Regions from separate parts of the Mus musculus genome. Here region 2 is linked to region 1. Evidence: chromatin contacts called from public HiChIP or PLAC-seq data. All regions are on one chromosome and are shown on one strand. The core of a region is the stretch at or near the end of the contact, and the rest is flanking DNA. Distances in the headings are between cores, read along the strand shown. Region 1 holds the start of Hmgn1 (high mobility group nucleosomal binding domain 1). Region 2 overlaps Lca5l (Leber congenital amaurosis 5-like).

Region 1 (5,061 bases), core at 1,992-4,491:
AGACACGAGGGAAAACCTCTATGAGCTCTACATCCTATTGCAATGAAATTGACATAGGTAAATCTCTTATTTACTCTCACTAATTTGTACAAGTTCAAATAAAACACAGTTCATTATTGTGCTGCCTATTCATGGAGAACTGTACAGAAAAATTCCCATAAAAACTTAATCTGCTACACAAAAGAGCCAATTTAACATCTGCGGTGCAGAATCAGTGCCCCCCTGCGCACGCTTCTGACCTGGTTTTCCGTCTCTCCATTTTCTGCAGGCAGCTCTGTGGTTTGCTGGTCAGCCACGTCAGCCTGTTTGCCCTTCGCTCCCCTCTTCCCTTTTATCTGCACTTTTTTGTCTGATGCTTTATCCTAAAACAAGAGAAGAGACATTTTATAAACTTTTCGGATATCTTGACACCTCACACAGCCTCCATATTAGACAATTTGAGATCCACCCCAACAAGGACACAGTGTATGCTGAGGACTTCTAAATCTTGTCATTAGCTGGGATTAAACCTTAAGCCTGCGCTGCACTTCTCCACAGCACCATCACCACACACGAGAGATTAATGCAAAGGCTTGTAACCCTACCGGTCCTCAAATTCTTTTAAGCATGAATAATCTAGTTGCCACACAACAGCCACTGGCTTGACAAGACTTGTACCCACACATGGAAGACTATTTGCCTTCATGCACCTTCCTGTAAGTCATGCTATCTGCCAGTTTCTTCCTTGCTTGATAACTACAAAAATCAATTTTTGAGTTATTTTTATTTGCTTAAAGAATCTGTAAGGCATAGATATTATCATGAGGACATAACTTTTGGGTTTTTATTTTTTTTTGGTTTTTGAGACAGGGTTTCTCTGTGTAGCCCTGGCTGTCCTGGAACTCAGAAATCCACCTCTGCCTCCCGAGTGCTGGGATTAAAGGCGTGCGCCACCACTGCCCAGCTCATGAGGACATAACTTAAACATCAAGCCTAAGACCTGAGTTCTCCACATGTACATGGAAGTGAGAATGAACAGTTCTGATCTGCACAGGCTGTGGCATAAGAGCACTCCAATAAGCAAATGCAATAAAAGCCAAACCCCCTATGGGTACTGGTGATTTCACACCTTAAAGGGTCTCAATATAAACAAGCAAACCACGGTGTAACAATGTGTGTGTGTCTGTGTGTAGCACCTTATAGTAGAGTGGCTATTTATCCATTATTGCCAGATGCCCACTTGGGTATGATCCCTGCACCAGCAAAAAAGCATAAAATGCCTGGGCTCTGTGTAATGATGCACTTTTAATCCCAGCACTAATTCGAAAGAGGCAAGCAAAGCTCTCTTGAGTTCGAGGCTAGTTAGGGCCACACATGAAAGCCCACCTTCCCAAATATGTATACATAAGATACCTGTAAGCTATATGTATGATTAAGCCTTTGAAATGTTTACTTCTAAAGAGTGACCCAAGTGTATACTACTAGTTAGGTAATTAAAGAAACTAGGCATAAAAGTTTAGCGGAAATATAAAAATGAAGCCCTTCTCCCAAGTTTTTCTTTGGGAAAGCCAAAGGAAATCTGTTTCTTAAGCATGGTGGCCAGGTGTCAGGATGCATGCATGTCACCCCATTAGGTAAGAGGGACTGGAAGGCAGGCAAAAGGAAAGACAAAACACTTACCAACTCATTGCCCAAAAGAAGAAAATGGTTAATTGCTGCAGCAAACCTACTTAAGTCAAGCCTAAACTGCTCTTATCTTAAACTTTATAAGCAGCTCAAAATATAAACAAAAACATTAGAGGGAAATAGGTACGAATGCCCAAGTTTATACATACAGAAGAGACGGGGGACAGAAATATACAGACACTCCTTAGACCCTCAGGCAGTCTTCATGTCAGGATTGCTGCCCTGCTCTAGCCCAAGAAAGTCTAGTCCACATTACCACCATTCCTTGAAGCTGTATTTGAAAAGATCACAAACTATGACTTGAGAGATAGACGGTTCCCTGGCTAAGTTAAGTACTCAGCTGCTCTCCCAGAGGATCCAGGTTCAATTCCCAGCACTCACTTGGCAGCTCCAAACTATTAACTCTAAGTCCTCTTTTGGCCTCCAAAATGCACCTACCCACACACACAGGCAAAATACACACAAACATTTAAGGTAAAACGCCAACTAACTATGGGGAAAACAGTTCCTCCATTTTTACTCTGCTCCATAAAACGTCCTGGGCGGGGAAACTTTACTTTTAAACAACGTGCATACTTATGCGTCTGTGCATGCTCGGGCTGTGTCTGCAGAAGCCAGAAGAGGTTATCAGATCCTCTTATCCCTTGGAGCTGTCACTCAAGAGACTCAGGTCCCTCTGTAAGAGCATTGTGCATTCTTAACCAGTGAGTCATCTTCGGCTCATACAGGCTCTTGAGTTTTTGTGTTTTGCATGTACGTATGTGCACCGTGTACCTGCTGCTGGGAATCAGAAAAGGGCACGGATCCTCTGGGAACTGGAGGGACGGATGTTTCTGAGCTGTCCTGTGGGTGCTGGGAACTGAACTCAGGTCGTCTGCAAAGGCCATGTCGCTGCGGATGAGCGAACGGACTACATGCCGCCCCCACCCACCTTCCAGAAACCTCCCCAACACTTAGAACAACCTCAACTAAGCGGCCTGCCTGGACACCTTTTCGAAACCTACCTTTCCCGCGGCCTTTTTCGGCTTCGCGTCCACCTTGGCAGGGGCGGGCTTCTGGCAAGAGATAAATTAATAAAAGAAGGGGGTGTGAGGCGCTGAGCGGGCGAGCTGGGCCCGGCCCGCTCGCTCCCGTCCCGGCCCGGACCGAGCGCGGTACTTACGGCCGACAGCCTCGCGGAGCGGCGCTTGGGCTGCGGAGAGAAAGACGGGGTGAGCAGCGCATGTGAGCGGCACCCCACCGCCCGCCCCGATCCGCCCGGCCCACCCGAGGCCCGCACTCACCTCCGCCTTGGCGGCTCCATCCGCGCTAACCTGCAGGAGAAAGCACAGCGGAGAACAATGCGGCCGCGTGACGTCACGCCCAGCCGCCCGCACCCCGCGAAGATTCCAGAGCCCCTCAGACCCGAACCCTGCGGGCGCCGCGGCCCCGCCGCACTCACCTTCCTCTTGGGCATCGTGGCGGCGCGGGGTGGGAGACGCGTGCGTCGTCGGATCTGTCACCGAGGAGCCGCACTGCCAAGCCGCCGCCGCCACCACCACACGAACTGCTGCGACCCGTCGCGGGGGCGGTGGGAGAACCGGATGGAACCGGATTGGAGCCCGCCCCCTCTCCCCCCGCGCCTCCCCGCCAGCCGGGCCGCCCCCAGCCTCCATTGGCTGTCTAGGCCCACCGCGCGCGCCAGCGCCCCAGCCCTTGCTCCCGAATAGGCACGGCGAGCTGTCACTCCGCCGCATCGCCCCGCCCCCTGGCCCCCCACCCCTGCGGGCGCGACCCCGGCCGAGGGGCGGGCCGGAGTCGCCCGACCCCGCTAGGTAGTTTGTTTGAAGCCGACAGCAAAAGTGCGGCCTGCGCGCTGATAAGTGGGGGCGTGTCACGTGGCCTCAGCATCGCTTTCCCACAATGCTCCGGACCCCAGGCGCCCGCCCGCGGAGTCCACCCGCGGACCCCTCGGGTTCAGCAGTGCCTAGGCGTGATTTGCCATTCGCCCGGGAGGGCACAGGCGCAGCCAGCAGTGCGCAGGCGCGCGCGGGCCGGTCGCGCAGACTCAGGCTGTCCTACGCGCCTTTACTAGCCTATTTTTAGGTAACTATGTCTGTTTTAGGTCTTGCAGCTGTCTCGGGCTCTTGCCCTCCCCACTGCATGGACCCCTCCGTCCTGTGTTCAACTGTGTGCAGGAATCACATCGGCCCTTTACAGACCCAGTCCTTCGCGCAGCGGCGTCGGGTCTAGCTCCGACTTCCAGATTGCACCTTTTGTTTATGGAAGGCAGTTAATATTGAGTATACCTCAAGAATGCAGATAGCGGGCTGGGTACAAGAGTCCCACCCGCAGCCGTATTACTGCTGCTCAATTGTAAGAATTATCATATATGTCTTTGCCTACCATAAAACTTGTATTTAGGACAGGGAATTCGAATCTTTATCTCTTGCACCGTTTAAGATTTTTACACAAACGTTTTAATCCCCCTACCCAGTAAACCCTTGTTTCCCCAAAGGCCCACTGCTGTGTTCCTGGGATTAGATGGCTTGCAGCAGTGACTCTTTGTCGTTTGAGCCGCGACCCCGTTCCCTTCATCTGTGGTCCCATCTTTTCATGCATGCCAGACTGAATTAAGACTGTGAGGTCCTACCCCAACTAGTGGGGGAAAGACATTGACACCACTGGAGTTAAAACCAAATGCACTTCCTGTCCTTTGGTGTTTTAATCTCCTGATTTTACCCTCTTAAAAATAAAGTTTGCCCTTCCGGGAAGCCCACCAGAGATGACCACTCAGACACAGTTTATAGCCAATTGGAAGTCTTTCTTTCCCAGGATAGCCAGGGCCACATAGAGAAAATGTCTCAAATGACAAAGTCTATTCCAGCGGCTATTCTCAGGTATTCAGGGTTTAAGTGTAGCCTGGAGCATTTAGACCAAGGGGCTTTTAGAAGCAAAAGTTATATCCTGTTGTCTCCCTCTGTAGCTGCAGGGGAGGTTTGCAGAAGCAAGCAGTTAAAGAGCAGCTAAGGTAAGTTAGCTGGGGGCGTCTTGGCCTCTGGTCCTGGAATAGAGTTGGGCAGTTTTCTACAGGATTCTCCATCAAGGAGATCAAATTCTAGTTAAACCTGACATGGCCTGAGCAAGACTACAGATGAAAGAAGCTCTGCCCTGTCCTGCCCTGTCACACTCACATGTAAGATGGAGGAACCCCTGCCCTGTCACACTCACATGTAAGATGGAGGAACCCCTGCCCTGTCCTGCCCTGTCACACTCACATGTAAGATGGAGGAACCCCTGTCCTGTCCTGCCCTGTCACACTCACATGTAAGATGGAGGAAGCTCTGCACTGTTTTGCTAAGGACCAGGAATTTATTCTCTGTTTGATATTGGCTAAGCAGTTAAGGATGCATGGTC
Region 2 (4,893 bases), core at 2,172-4,671, 38 kb after region 1:
AATTTACAAAAACAGTAAAAAGCACATTTTTGAGGTGTAGATAATTTTAAATTAAAATTTAAATAAATGTCAATGCTTTTTTTTGGGGGGGGGGGGGTTTGAGACAGTGTTTCTCTGTATAGCCCTGGCTGTCCTGGAACTCACTCTGTAGACCAGGCTGGCCTCGAACTCAGAAATCCACCTACCTCTGCCTCCTGAGTGCTGGGATTAAAGGCGTGCACAACCACGCCCAGCTCAATGCTTTTTTTATACAACAAGTGACTGCTTTTAGTCACTTTGCTCCCCCCCAACCCTCCTGGAGTAACAGCTCTGGCTGTTTTGGAACTCACTGAGATCCACCTGTCTCTACCTCCTAAGAGCTGGGATTAAAGATATGCACCACCACACCCAGCCAGACACTATTTTCATTAAGATATATTTTTTTAGACAATGCAAAATTTCAGAGTTCTCATACCTTGGTTATCCAAAATGGGACATCTGACTTTTGAGTTTCCTGGTGTCTCATATTTACAGATGGCAGGCTTTTCCTGTCCGCTTGCACTGATTTCGTTGAAGAAACTGTAAAGTAGGTAGATTCTACGTGAGAAGCATTTTGTGTTCAGAGGCTTTCCTGCTCTCAACGCTCACACTAAAGGACAGGCAACACACAGTCAGAGTTTTCTTTCAACGCTCACACTAAAGGACAGGCAACACACAGTCAGAGTTTTCTTTCAACGCTCACACTAAAGGACAGGCAACACACAGTCAGAGTTTTCTTTCAACGCTCACACTAAAGGACAGGCAACACACAGTCAGAGTTTTCTTTCCAACTTTCCTTTGTTTTATCCTCCGGCTCAGAGGTCAGGAGCATCGCAGTGGAAAGGGGAACCAGGGAGGTGCTAGGATCAGGCAGCATAGTGGTTTTGTTGACATTGTGATAGACCAAGCCACTGCCACATCATGCCAGAGCTCCAGAGGCCTGGTGAGGAGGTTGTCCATGATGCGAACAAGAGCCATGACCGCCAAAACGGTCTCATGCCCATGGCAGGTTCACTGTCTAGTCTGGTGGGCATTGCTCAGGATTATAATCCACAGTCAGTGGAGGGCAAGAAATTGGGGTTGATGCCTTTGAAAGCAGGCCTAGCTGCTGCTCCTGCATTAGAGGTGAGGGCCTGCTGTGCCTTACCTGAGCAGACCCAGTGGCTGGGAGAGGTGCAGTGAATATGAGCACATTCTGTCTTATAGGGCAAAGTGCAGGACAGGAGCACCAGCCTGGAGCCTCGGTGCTTAAAACACAGGACAGAGCAGTGCTGTGTCGGGGTCTACAGAGAACTACGCTGTTGTTCGGGGAGGTCAGAGACTGCTTGGGCAGCTGCTTAGAGCCAGAGGGGGACTTCCTGGGTGTGGTGTGGGCGGTGGGAGATGTGCTTTTGACCAGAGTGATGGTTACATGGCTGTAAGAATTTGCCTGAATCCACTGACCCTGAAGGCTGATGTAGGTATGTGTTATAAAATGCACATCAGACAACTTTCATGCTCAGAAGCTGCCAGCCACTGGTATATAGCTCTCCTTAGAGAGCTCCGATGGGCAGTTATTTTGTGTCTCTTTCATCTGAGGTGGGGCGGAAGGGACTGAGCCCAGCAGGAGCAAAAGCATTGCTGGTTCTTTGTGACAATATCACAGCTCCATTATTTTGTTCTAAAGTCACAAAATGCATGCCTGCTCCCAGTCAAGTTCCTGTTAAAGGCCCTACCATTTTGCCTGTATAAATTAGGAAAATACCTGCAGATACTTGAAAACAAATTTTTGGGAAGGAGGGACTAAACCATACCTTTCGGATAGTCTTCCTTATCATTTAAGTTTTTGAGTATTCGATTCGTATAGATGTTTTTGATCTCCAGCTCACGGTCCTTCTCCTGAAAAGAGCACTGTGTCAGTATCCCGCGAGCAACTGCTTTATAAACCTAGACTTACAAGACCAATTCAAGAGGAGGTCACTGGTCCGTAAGGGAAAAGTGAAATAAAATCAAAATCCAGTCCTCAGTCACTCTGGCCGTACTTAGTGACCATGGTACTGGAGAGCAGAGATCAAGCCCTTTATGCTGGCACCTGTCACGTGGGCAACACACACTGGTAAGGCTGACAACAAGGCCACTGCTCTGCTTTAAACCCCAACAAGAATGGTTTTAAATCATGGCAAAGCAAAAGCTTTGAAGGTCTTAACTTGTTGGGGGGGCGGTAAGAAAAGGACTAAGACCCTGATGCAATCCTGTTATACATGGAGACAAGCCTGCTGCCCTGCTGGGCTCCACCACTGCCTCTGAGATCATCTCCATATCAGTGAAGGAAACATTACAGCATATCTATATCATCTCTATCTCTATGTCATCTATATCTATATCATATCTATATCATATATCTATATCTATCTATATCTGCACCACGTGTGAGCTTGGTGTCTGTGAAGGCCAGAAGAGGGCATCAGATCCCTGGAAGTGCAGTTATTAATATTATGAGCTCCACATGGGTGCTGGGTTAACCCCATGTCCTCTGCAAGAGCAGTTAGTGCTGCTAACCTTTCAGGAATCATTCCAGTCCTTTATTTATTTATTTTTCTTAAGATTATTTCATTTATATGAGTACACTGTAGCTGTCCTCAGACACACCAGAAAAGGGCATCAGATCCCAATCCAGATGGTTGTGAGCCACCATGTGGTTGCTGGGAATTGAACTCAGGACCTCTAGAAGAGCAGTCAGTGCTCTTAACCACTGAGCCATCTCTCCAGTCCCTTTATTTATCTTTTTAAAAAAAGATTTACATGTTTTATGTAAGTATACTGCTGCTGTCTTCAGACACACCAGAAAAGGGCATCAGATCTCATTACAGATGGTTGTGAGACACCATGTAGGTGCTGGGAATTGAACTCAGGACCTCTGGAAGAGCAGTTGGTGCTCTTAACCACTGAGTCACCCCCCTATCCTTTATTTTTTATGCTCCATTTAATCACAACATTTTGAGATGTATGGACATGGATGAGAAATATTTTTTTCTAGAATGTATGTCTCCAGAAACAACGTATTATGGTCCATATTTCCCTTTCCTGCTTTGTCGTATTTTAACATTTTGCTCAGAGACTAGAAATGCCAACAGTTTACAGCTGTGATAACCAGGTCCATGGAGGCCAGGAGAAGGTACCAGATCTAGAGCCAGTTAAGGTGGTTGTGAGCTGCCATGTGGGTGCTGGGAGCCAAACCTGACTCCTCTGCAAGAGCAGCCAGTGCTCACAACGGCTGAGCTGTCTCTCCAGCCCTAGACTAACTGTTGCTCACACTGCTTTCTGTGAAGATTTCAGTGTTTGTTTACAAGGGCACATGCTTTGGTGGCTGGAAGGTTTAGTCCTGTCTCTTGGTTTGGCTTGAGATTTATCTCAGCAGCAGATGGAGTGGCTGCTGATGAGCTGATGCAGGTCTGAGTGGGGAGCAACATGAGGGAGAGTCTCCTTTGGGCATAGGGAAGAAGGTTGGGCTGGGCCAAAGCGGGCTAAGGTAACAGTTTATCACACAATCTAGGATACTTGTGTGGTTAACCAAGAGAAAGGAAAGGGACCACTGTTAAAATAACTTTTATTCACCTGCTATAACTGTCCTCTCTGAGACCTCTTTGTCTGCTAACGTAGGCCTAGTCCTGGAAGCTTCTAGCCTCTATTCAACCTTATCTAGACCTAGAATGTTTTCAGCCTCTGAGTCTTACTGCTGAGTAAGCCCTCCCTTTCTAGCTTTTTCTGAATTCTGGCTGGCTCCTCAACCCATCTGTTCTGGCTCAAATTCCTTTCCAATCTGGCTGATTCTATCTGGCTTCTCTCTCGGTCTCTGACTGATTTGCTCTGCTTGACCTCATGCTAATTTTGGCAATCTGTTCTAATCTGCTAGCTCCTTTTTATTCTCTGGCTCATTCTGTCTTTGCCTGTGTCTAGCTAGTTCTCTCTGCAACCTGTCTCTGTAGAGCTATTCCAGTAAAACTGAGCCCCTCTCTGCATGGCTCCCTCAAGTAGATCCTATTCTGTCAATTCTTTCTCTGATTCATCACTCTGTCTGCCACTCAATTAGACGTCACCTTCAAATACGGGTGCTCCCTTTTGTAAACTGACTTTACCTTCATTGTTTGAGATTAAAGGTGTGTGCTAAGGGCTGAGCCGCACCATAACACAGTCTCAGGGTTCATAGTGTGATCACATATCCTGCCACAGACCACAGAGGACAAGGGCTCATGGATGGATTCACAGCCAAGATTACCCTGAGCTCACAGGGGATCCCGTCAACTAAGCGTGAAGGGAGGAGGTGGTATCTTGTTCGGTGCTCTCTGGGGCTTGCCTGTAAGCCCAGGCCCCAGCATCTCACTTGGGAGCTGTGGAGGCTGGTATCCATCTTCATAGTTAATCTCATACTTCGGTGATGGGCTTTGATTTGTGGCGATGACTCTGGAAATGAGGCTACTGTACAGAAACAGATATCCTGGGATCTTGGGACCAGACATTATGAACTTGGGCTTATGTGGTAGATTATAGTGTCCTGAAATTGGCACACTTTCTGGTCCCTGCACTCTTCCACAGCAGGAGTTTACTACCCATCTCCACTCATGAATGGAGGCAGATGAGAGGCTCTGTGACTTCGAGGCGGAGTTCATACCGGCTGAATGACCTAGGATCTTAGCTGTTAATTGGCACTAGTGCAGATACAGGAGTGAGCCTTCTGGCATGTTTATCTTCCAGCCTGTGAACCATCTGTACTCAAGCCAGGAGGGCTACAGATGTGCTGTCTGGCAAGTCCTGCCTAAACTATAGATCTGTAAATAAAATTGTCATTTCATAAATCATTGATGTTTGAAAGTAATTTTTTTTTCCGAGACAGGGTTT

The links. HiChIP or PLAC-seq counts read pairs in DNA pulled down with a chosen protein or histone mark.
Region 2: a contact with region 1 is called in an H3K4me3 HiChIP or PLAC-seq map of the SCID.adh cell line, with 12 read pairs. The contact joins the enhancer-like site here to the promoter of Hmgn1 in region 1. A contact is called at or near these places in 1 of 39 promoter capture datasets (embryonic stem cells), 3 of 15 datasets of contacts at CTCF or cohesin (embryonic stem cells, large pre-B cells and pro-B cells), 48 of 484 Hi-C or Micro-C datasets (the AML12 cell line, the Ba/F3 cell line, the G1E-ER4 cell line and 14 more), 9 of 115 datasets of contacts at active chromatin or transcription factors (the HPC-7 cell line, the SCID.adh cell line, embryonic stem cells and 1 more) and 3 of 9 other capture datasets (adipose tissue, liver and pancreatic islet).

What each region holds. Positions count from the first base shown.
Region 1 is chr16:96,124,484-96,129,544 of GRCm38.p6, forward strand. It overlaps Hmgn1 (high mobility group nucleosomal binding domain 1), which reads right to left and starts at 3,242. Exons shown (of 6, transcript NM_008251.3): 1 at 3,107-3,242; 2 at 2,949-2,978; 3 at 2,828-2,857; 4 at 2,670-2,720; 5 at 240-362. The coding sequence starts at 3,121.
Region 2 is chr16:96,162,105-96,166,997 of GRCm38.p6, forward strand. Lca5l (Leber congenital amaurosis 5-like) reads right to left here. Exons shown (of 11, transcript NM_001001492.2): 7 at 1,812-1,896; 8 at 455-558. Among named protein-coding and RNA genes, the nearest start is that of Get1, 19 kb to the left of the region's middle. Within about 2 kb of position 3,422, at least 6 of the 459 cell types and tissues checked have an H3K27ac peak or open chromatin away from gene starts, as enhancers often do. A contact at or near this core is called in the SCID.adh cell line, where this site is marked.